2 separate regions of the Sus scrofa genome follow, and region 2 is linked to region 1. A link is a contact called in public Hi-C data. All regions are on one chromosome and are shown on one strand. Each heading gives the region's core, a stretch centred on a gene start, on an enhancer-like site or on the middle of the called end of the contact. The rest is flanking DNA. Distances are from core to core; before and after follow the strand shown. Region 1 holds the start of ITGB5 (integrin subunit beta 5). Region 2 overlaps ITGB5 (integrin subunit beta 5).

What was found. Hi-C and Micro-C count contacts between places; a contact is called where the count stands out from the background.
Region 2: a Hi-C map of liver shows a contact between it and region 1, with 5 times the contacts expected there. The contact joins the enhancer-like site here to the promoter of ITGB5 in region 1. A contact is called at or near these places in 6 of 47 Hi-C or Micro-C datasets (embryonic fibroblasts, epiblast stem cells, fetal heart ventricle and 3 more) and 1 of 2 datasets of contacts at active chromatin or transcription factors (skeletal muscle).

Annotation. Positions count from the first base shown.
Region 1 is chr13:135,466,072-135,470,905 of Sscrofa11.1, forward strand. It overlaps ITGB5 (integrin subunit beta 5), which reads left to right and starts at 2,040. Exons shown (of 15, transcript NM_001246669.1): 1 at 2,040-2,120. The coding sequence starts at 2,051.
Region 2 is chr13:135,517,958-135,522,791 of Sscrofa11.1, forward strand. The region is part of intron 5 of ITGB5 (integrin subunit beta 5); the gene reads left to right. Among named protein-coding and RNA genes, the nearest start is that of ITGB5, 52 kb to the left of the region's middle. Within about 2 kb of position 2,139, at least 11 of the 83 cell types and tissues checked have an H3K27ac peak or open chromatin away from gene starts, as enhancers often do. A contact at or near this core is called in liver, where this site is marked.

The DNA of each region.
Region 1 (4,834 bases), core at 790-3,289:
CTTTCCAGGTGCAGTCCCGGGAAACAGGGGTGTGTGTGTGAAGTCTGAACAGTGAAGCACCATGTTGGGGTGGGGAGGATGGTACACAGATCAGATACCACAGGGCCTTAACTTAGAGGATGCTTTATAAATGCAAGTTTTTATAGTATTGATCAATGCAGTATTTACTCACTTTCTGCAACTTAACATTCTGTCCATCTAATTGATCCATCACATCCTCACTGGACAAATCTTTTAAAATCACCACTTGGCACTGACACCTCCTCAGTTCAAACTCTTTCACTGGCTGCCCATTATTTATAATCATTGCCTCTCAAAAAAAGAGTAGCCCCCAGGCCACCCTGCTGAGGCAGAAAGACCCAAGATAAACTAGGGGGAGCCTCTGCAGCACCACACTTACTGGAAAATGGGGACAAACATGACTCTTACATCAGGATAAACATGGGAGATATTTAGAGTATGATGATATCTGCATGCAGTTTAAGGATGAAATACTGGCCTTCAAGTGGAATTTGGAGCTTGGCCTCTGTGCACTCTATGCCACAGGAATAAGTTTACTTTCTCTGGCATCAGGGCACCATCTTGGGAAAGTTTGGGGTGGGAGAGCACAATTAAACCCCAAATTCCCTAATCTGGGCAGTTAGAACTTTCCCCTGCCTGTCCCCTGGGAGCCGTCTATCCAACTGGTGCCTGACCTGTAAAGGTCAGATTCCTTTGTTCCTTCTTCTGTTTTCAGTCAAGGCATTTTGAACTTTTGGAAAATGTACTTCTTCTGGCAATTAACCCCTATGTGTCTCAGTTTTCTCATCTGGATAACAGCAGGGTTGTGGGGAGGATTGCAGGAGTTAACACGGTATTTACATTTCAGTGCCTGGCTAGCACAGTGCTCTCTGCACGTGTTAGGCATCCCATTATTTCCTTCTATACGCAGGCGGCCTCTTCTCCTTTTGCCTATAAATCATTCCAGTCTCAATCCATTCGTCATGGCCCAACCTAAGCCCACCTAGTACTTTGCAGGTGTTGTTGGGGGTGGGGGGTGGAGATAGATAAGCTCCCCACTCCCACCCCTCACTTTACAGCTCAGCTGTAAGGATAAGGTAAAAGCCAAAGCATCTGGTTTTTTAATTTAACAGCAGTTTGGCTTCAAGGAAACCTCCGGTGAATCGAGATAAGGGAAACACAAACTAGCGACATATTGGCCCGTCTCCAATCCGAGAACGGGGCAAAACTTTAATGAGGGGAAAGTGTGTTGTATGAGTGCCTCCACGCCCCATGCGCCTTCTCTTCCCCACCGAAGGCGTCGCCTCGCCGTGACAAGCCCGGCTCTGGGAGGGCGACACCGCCTTAGGACGATTTCCCCAGACCCGCTCTCCCTGCTGAAGTTCACCAACTCCAAGCAACCTCCGCCAGCCTGCGGAGCCGGCTCCGCCCCCTTCCCGTAGCCTCCAGTTGCTACCAAAGCTCCGCCGAAACCCACCTCGCGATTTCGGCCCCCGCCCCCGCCCCCAGGTGCGCTGGAAGCAGCTCCCACCTGGACGCCCTCGGCCTCCAATCTCGGGCCGGTCCCCGCGCGGGGCGGAGCTCGCGCAGCCCCGCCTCGCCGTAAACTGACCGAGTGGCAGTCGGGCGGGGGCCGGGAAGGGGAGAGAAGGGGAGGAGAAAGGAGAGGAGGAAAGTGGACCCCAGCGGGCCTGAGGGAGGAAGGGAAGGGGCGGAGGCGACGGGCAGAGTGTGCCGGCGCGCAGGGGAGCTTCAGCGCGGGGCGCGTCCCGGAGCCAGAGTCGCCGCCGTAGCGCAGAGCCTGCCGATCCGCCTGCCCAGAGCCGCCCTCCGGGGCCGTCCCGAGCGGCGACACCCCGGGCGTCCCGGCCGGCGAGCCGGCGCAGCGGCGGCTCTGGGACTGGGCGGCGAGAGCGCTGCGGGAGGGATGGTGGCGGCAGGGCGCGGGCCAGCTCAGCTGCCCCCGCCTCCCACTCGGCCGCGGCCCCCGGCCCTCCGCCCCCGCGCCCCGGCCCCCGCCGCACGCCGCCGCTGAGCCGGGAGCCCCACCATGCCGCGTTCCCCCGCGCCCCTGTACGCCTGCCTCTTCGGGCTCTGCGCGCTCGTGCCCCGGCTCCCAGGTAAGCCGCGCCGCCCGCCGTGCCGAAGGAAACTTTGTGGCGCAGCCAGCCGCCCGCGGGCGTCTCGGAGGTTCCGAGGCCGGGGCTGTTGTCTGAAAGTAGAGGCGTCCCCAGGGCACTCCTTGGTGGCTAGCCGCCGGGGACGGCCGGGTGGACGGCTCCCGAACTGCGTGAGCCACCGCGCGCGGGGTCCGCCGCAGCCCCTGAGGGCAGTCGTTCGGCCTCCAGCCCCCTCCCGGGCAAGGAGGAGCCTTCCTGTGTAAACAGCCCTGCCCGTCTGCTGACCCAGCCTGCGTGCGCCCGCGCCCAGTGCGCGGGGAGGGCCGCCGCCTGCCGCCCCGCGTCGGGATCCGGGCTCTGCACTCCCTGGCACAAAGCGGCCCTTGTGGCCGGCTCGGGGCGGCCCGGGTGCAGGGAGGCGCCAAGTGATGCCCCGGTGCCCTGGTCCCTGGAGAATCGAAGGGCACCTGGAGGCGCGTGACTTGGAGTCTTCTCTGAAGCCAAAGCGTGGGGCCACGGCTTCTCCTGAGGGTTCGTCTCCTGGAGGTGCCGGTGCCCCTTAGCGGATTCTAGAGTTTCACCGCTCCTAGGCCGGCCGCCTTCCTGTGAAGATATACCCCCCCTTCCCCCAAGCCGTTGCACACCCGAGGGGGAGACCTGGGCCCCAAACCACATCCCCACCTGGAACATCCAGATCTGACAACTTCTGCCTGGCTGTACCCTGCGGTTTATGAACACTCCGGGCAGCACATTCCCTGATTTTGAAGGATTCTGGAGCAGAGGGCAGCGGGTGTGCAGTTGCCCTCGCAGGGCACTGCCCTGGGCTGGCGGCTGGGTGAGGAGCCCTCAGTTAACCTGCTTTAAGTTTTCGAAGTTGGGAGAGGGCTGGATGTGGCGGGTTGTTGGGAGGCCCCAGAGGGAGGATGCTCTGCTGGGCGCTGGGGCTGCCAGGCAGATGAGCTACCTGCACTCCGTCCCCTCCAAAAGCAGGAAGCTCCAAATTTTCTCGTTTCCTGTAGGAGATAATGGTGTTGAGATGCTTTGTTTACTTGCGAATTCGAGATACTATACGTTGGTCTTGTGAACCAGGTGTCTGACGCTCGAGGGAAGGGGAGGGCTCTTCCCTATGGTGTCTCATTTATGTAAAGGCAGTGGAGGTTTCTCTTTGGGAGGCAGGAAGGGTCTGGGCAAACTAAAACTTTCTTCTGACCCCCAACTCAAACTTATTACTGTAGCAGGTTTCTTTTATCACGCCAGAGCTTGAAGTAGATCAGTGGTTTGCAAACACCATCTGGCAGCCAGTGCCAGATCACTGATGTTTTTGTGGGTTCCCAGGGAAATGCAAAGAGGAGGATGTAGCCTGAGTCACATACAGGAGTAGTATATCGTTGCCAACAGTCCCCTGCTTCACATGGACTGGCCTTTAATTTCAAATTATTTCTTTTTATATTTTTGGTGAGAAAACCTCTTTTAGTAATATGTACTGTTAATGAAGGGTAGTTTTCCATTTGGGCAAGAATTAAAAAACCTGGCAGTCCTATAAACATTTTACCTCCTCTTCTTCGTTGCTGTTGTTTTTAAATCTTAATGACCTGTGAAATCCAGAAGTTTGGCAATTGCTGAAGGAGATGCCTTCTTTATTCCCTTACAGCTTGACGTTCTGTGATTCTAATAAAAACTTAAACACTTCCAGTTGCAAGGAATTCTTTCAATACATTATTTTCCATTTGCATTGTGATTTCTGTTTTTCAAAGTTCAAATACATCTTCTTCATGATCTTCATTTTTCCAGCAGGCCCAAGAGGGCGAAGTGATTTGCCCACTGCCCTTGTCCATCAGCCTCATAGCTTTTTGGTCCAGAGCCCTTTGTCCCACATGGTGCAGCTTAGGAAGAGAAAAAAGCATTGAGCCACGGCCATTTAATCCCACCTCTTTCAGTGCTCCTTTCTTCTGCCGCCGTTGCTTAGAGCTCAGCCAGTCCTCGAGCCGTGGAGCAGCAGAGCCGTGGTAGAGCAAGGCTGTCCTTGGCCTTCAGACCTGGCCACCTCCCTCTTAGTGCCCTGGAGCTTCTCAAGGTTAGGAGGGGTTGACACATATCTGTGTGATTTCTCTCCTAGGTTCCCAGTGTTGCTGAGCCAGCTGCATAGTTTGAAACAAGAGTTTTTCTTTTCCTTCCCTTATCTTTTTTTTCTTGAAGCACTGCAGGGTACTTTCTCCAGAGTTTGTTTCCGTCTTGCTACTAGAAACAGGATTCGAAAGAAAAACCTTCATTACCCAGTTTAAAAAAAAAAAAAACCCAACGGTGATCTGCAGGGTCATGCCTGCCTGGGAGTCCCTAGATCAGTGGCCAAGTTGCCCTTCTACTGCTTGCACCACACTTTCATCTGTGTGTTTACTCCAGCAGGAAACAGTCTTTTAATTTAAGGGGGTTCATTTCAAACATAGCCCTGGCAGGCTGCCCCCCCACCCCATCTGCTCTTATTTTCGCCTTGTGGAGGGCCTCCAGACAGGTCTTCCCACACAGTCAGAAAAGAGTTTCTCTGGGGTGAGGCTCTTGCTCTCTACTAAGAAGTGGGGAGGAGTGTGGCACTGATCGGGCTCCAGAGCTGGAGTCATGTTTGTTATCATAGTTTATTAAAAAGAAAAAAAAATCAAATGTTCTTTTAGTGAATGCCCTGCACACTGGAAGGCTCTAAATCCTAGGAGAGCCCTTTA
Region 2 (4,834 bases), core at 889-3,388, 52 kb after region 1:
CTCCTTTTGTTTTAATATTTGATCTCTGCCTGCTTAGGGTTTGGCCCTCCACTTGCTTGTCTGTGGGTCAGGAAGTCTTTCCTGATGGACCCTCCTGGAAAGGACAGAGCCTCTGTGCACAAGGCCCTTGGCCATATCAATACCAGTTACATTTTCTTTTTCCTTGAGCTACTCCTTGAGGGAAGGCTGCCTCCCCTTTGAGACAGGCTGCTTCCTGAAGGCAGGGAACCACGTCTGTTTTCTCACCCCCGCATATCCCCAGCGCCGAGCTTACTGCTTGCACCCAGCAGGTTCTCCTTGAATATTTGGTGAACAGACAGATGGCTTTGTTCTCACTGATTCCTTTATACTTCTGAAGCTCCAGACCCCTACGTCTGCTTGGCTGCTTGGCTCCATCCACCCTCCTGTTAAACCAAGTTCCATGCCATTCACATGTGCTTCACAAGTCCATTAAAGCAGAACGAGGAGTTCCCATGGTGGCTCAGCAGGCTAAGAGCCCGACTAGTATCCATGAATATGCAGGTTCAATCCCTGGCCTTGCACAATGGGTTAAGCATCCGGCGTTGCTGAGAGCTGCACTGTAGGTCACAGACTGGGCTCGGATCTTGCATTGCTGTGACACCTGACTGGTACCTTAGATTGCTGTGGCATAGGCCGGCAGCTGCAGCTCTGATTCGACCCCTAGCCTAGGAATTTCCATATGCCACAGGTACAGCCCTAAAAAGAAAAGAAGGGGAAAAAAGAACCAGAAATACTGTTACTTGGCAATACTTTCCAACTCAGGAGCATTTATTGCATGCCTAGTAAGTGCTCAATGGCAGGTATAGTGAAGAAAATTAAAGATGAGGACAACCCCCCCAAAAAAACCCCCATCCTCAGGGATCTGATTTGAGCTTGCGGATCCACTAGAAGGCAAGTTGAACAACCTATTTGTAAACATGAGATGGAACCGCGTGAAATTATTGACATTTGTCTATTCATGAAACTTGATGGTTGTCTTTCGATAGTTTCTTCTACAAAAATAGAAACCTCATGTGGTTCAGCCTCATATATTGCAAAGGTTTTTCTTTAGTTCAGATGCGACTCTCCACAGCGGCTACATCAGACATGTTCTACCGCATGTTGTCGGGGCTTGGGCTCCAGAGTAATGTCTACGTCCTGAGTCACAGGCTGAGATTTCTTTTCCCTAAGGAAAGAAAGGTGACATTTTTGCCCTTCTTAAGTTGAACCACAGATAGATGTTTTTTTTAAAAAGATTTTTTCATTGCATAGCTGGAGAAACAAACTAGGAATAAGAACATGTTTATTGTTACAAAGTGACGGAAATAGGCATGAATGTCCACATGACTGGGGAAAGTGGATCCAGCCTTGTTGGAACTGAGACTCCTTGGTCCCCAAGCCCAGATCTGCTGTAGGTTCTGCCCCCCCCGGGTGGTCACTTTGGTCCCCTTTCCTTTTTTACCCCCTAAACCAGTTCTCTCTCTCTGCTTGCCTGAAAGGTCAGCATAGAGTGTTTTAGTTATGACTTTGAGGAATTTGTTGGGCACTTACTGTGTGCGAGATGCCCCGGTAGCTGCTGTGATGGGTGCACACATGACCGCGCCACAGCTCCTGTCCCTGTGAGCAGCACTCCCACTGGATGGCAGATGCCCGCACAGAGATCTAAGGTACCAGTCGGGTGCACAGACTCTCTAGAAGGTCTGCTCCCCTGGGACCCAGTGGTTGCATTGCAGTGTTCTTCCCCTTCAAGCGGTCACCTTGGTCTCTCTGCCTCCTCGTATTTTGCCCTGAGGCTCTGATGCTGATGATGTTATTGATTACCTTTGGCTGAATGCTTTGTGAGAGCCAGGCTCTATGCCAAGCACTTCACGAGGCTTGCTTTACTTAATCCTTTAAAGGTGGCTTCTTTGTCCTCTTTTGATGAGGAAACAAGCCTAGAAAGGTTGAGTAACTTCTCAGAGGTCTTAGAGCTAGAAATGACAAGAGCCAGAGATGGAATGGTATCCCTGCTCCCAGCTCCAAAGACGGAGCTCTTAACCTTGGCATTAGAGAGAGCCTGCTGTCTCTTGTGGCCACACAGGAGCAGAGGTGAGGGAGGGAGGAATGTGCTTCCAAAGAGGGCAAAGTCCTCCTCTAAGGGGCCAGCTCGATTCCCCACGTGACCCAGTTTTCCAGTGGTACAGTCAGGACTGAGTTGGTCCTGGCGGGGGTGGGAGGGGGGATGACAGCTGCACGTGCTTCTGTTCTCTGGTGCTGAGAGTTTCCTGTTTATCAGAAAGAGTTGTGATGTGGCTCTGGCAGCCTTCGGGTTTTCTCGGGAGGCCCTGGGTACTGTCCCAAGGTGGGTGCACTGCTGGGGCCCAGCCCTCTGAGTGAGCCTGCTTGTCTTTGCCCTCGACTTCCCCATCTGTGAAAAGGGAACGATGCCTTCTGCCTTCTCATGCATAATTCAGGGCGTCCTGGAATCATGGGTTCTGCTGTTCAGCTCTCACAGGTAACAGCTGTGGAGACGCTTTTTCAGATGGTGCGTCCTCTTCAGCAGTGAGGGAGCCTGTGGCTGGCGTCTCTCCAGTGACAACTGGGGCCCATGGGCTGTGTCCACATCTGGCTGCAGGGCCCAGGTGTTTGGATGACCATCAGTTTTACTTACAGATGTCAAGAACAGAGAACCCCATCGTTTAAGGCTAGTATTTCTGTCCTCACTGAAACCACGCCCTAGACAGCATCTTTTCTAGGTCTTCCCTGTATTGACGACTGTCAACCAGAGAGAATATTATGGGCTTTGTCTCAGAACAAGCAAACCGATGTGAGAGAGCCAGCCACATTGTCGTGGACCCCCCCACCTGTGTCCCCTAAGGCAGCTGACGGGGACTTGAGCTTTCTCAGATTCCCAGGAATCACTGTTCCAGGCTCTCCCCTACACCCTCCCCAGGGCGTCCCTGAGCCTCTTTCTCACGTTTGCCAAGCTTTGCTGAGGGCCCTGTGTATAAACAAGTCACTAGGAAATGGATCTCGGGACCCACAAGCTCAGTGGGAGCCTTTCAGAAGATTCAGCTGCCACACATAGGACATGCCTGCAGGGCTGCAGGTGCAGCCCCAGCCCTGCCTTTCTTGGCAGCCAGACCGCACCCCGGGAACCACACCTGCCTCTGGGCCTGGTTAAGACTCACATGGATAGCTAGAGAGCAGAGAGGTGTGAGCGGATGGCGCGGGGTGGAAACATCCTCTGAGGAGTGGTTCAAGGTTAACCAGGAGGAAGACATGGGTTACCTGACCTCAGACATCACTATAGAGGACGGAGGAGAGGCTTCTGGCTGTTCCAGGGGCCAAGCTGGGGGTGGGGGGCCACAGGGACACAGGTTTGAGTTCCAGGCAAGGGAGAATTTTCTAACAGAGATCTCTGCTCAGTGGCAGGGCCGGCTGCCAGATGTGGCAGTGAGTGGCCCCAAGCCAATGTAGTGGGGACTCCAGACGAGAGGTCCCTGCACTGGATGGAGCCTGGACGAGCCAAACTCTGAGGTTCCTTCCAAATTGCAGGTGCATGTTTCTGCTGAGTTGGCTTTTCTACCTGGTGACTCCCTGGTACCTTTGTTCTGTCATGGCCCCTTCTAGCCTGTCTTCTGTGGTCTCGCTGTACCCTCTAAGCTGCATTTGTCGTGGGCCTCCTTGGCCGTGACCTTGTTTTGTGCCCCAAGCACAGCTTGCTTAGAACTGGTGCCCAGAAAAGCTTTCCTGGCTCCCTGTGGCTTCCCCACGGAGCCACCTTACCAGGCGGGTAAGAATCCAAGTGGGGCGGGGCAGCTAGGTGTTCAAGGGGACGATCTGGAGGCAGGCGGGGGAGGATGGAAACCTGTCCTTGGTCCTTTGAATGACCGTCCTCCTCTGTCAGACCTCATAGCCCCTGCGGGTGACTGACTCCCTCCCACCCCAGAAACCGAATGGCCCCCCAGGCTGGAGGCCCTTGTTCCCAGAGAAGTGACATCCTTACTCCCTAGTCCTCATTTCTCCCCCTGCCCCCACCTTCCGCCGCCACCAGATGTTGAACGTAAAGGGAACAGCAAGTCTGTCTTCATTCTTGGGAGGAGCCGCTTTTAATTATTTTCTCAAAGACTTCCCGCCTGGTTTTCCATCTCCATTCCGCTTCCCCTTTTCATGGACTGCTGCCCTGAATTTGCCACTTCAGAGTCCCAAGTCCCCCAGGCTGACATCCACACCCCCCCACCCCACCCCTGGCTGCCCCCTCACACCCCCTCACCGCCCTGGCCCCTCTCCCCCTCCTCCACCCCCCAGCAGCGTGTATCAGATGGTCCCCGGCCCTGCTGCCCCCTTTTCTGCAATTCCCGGTAGGTTTCTCAGCTCTCAGCACACACCAGGTGATTTGATGAAATGTTTTCACTTGAGTGAGTCCCTTAATGCTTCCCATATTTATATGATTAAAAGAAGCTGTGTGTTAGATTCCAAAGCATATTAAATAGTTGGTGGAATTGGGAGCGATGTGATTGAAGACCTCTAGGCGTTGTGAGGGAGGTTTCTGGTACTCAGCCCTGACCTCGTTCTCATATCCACCTCCTGTTCCTCCCTGAGCACATGCTAGGTGCAGGGTTCTTGTTATTCTGGGCCCCACACCCCTTCTTCTCTTCCCGTCAGCTCCAGATCTCTGCTGCCTTCTGCGTACCGAGCAGAGTGTTGGTAAATTCTCCCCTGAGCTTCCCCCCTAAGAAAGTTGCCTCTGGCCCAGCACTGATTGAACTGGTCGGTCCTCGTGTCATGTTCATCTGCTCTGCGTTCTCTCTCTTGGTCCTTGGTCGTTGCCTACACACAACAAGGACGTGGA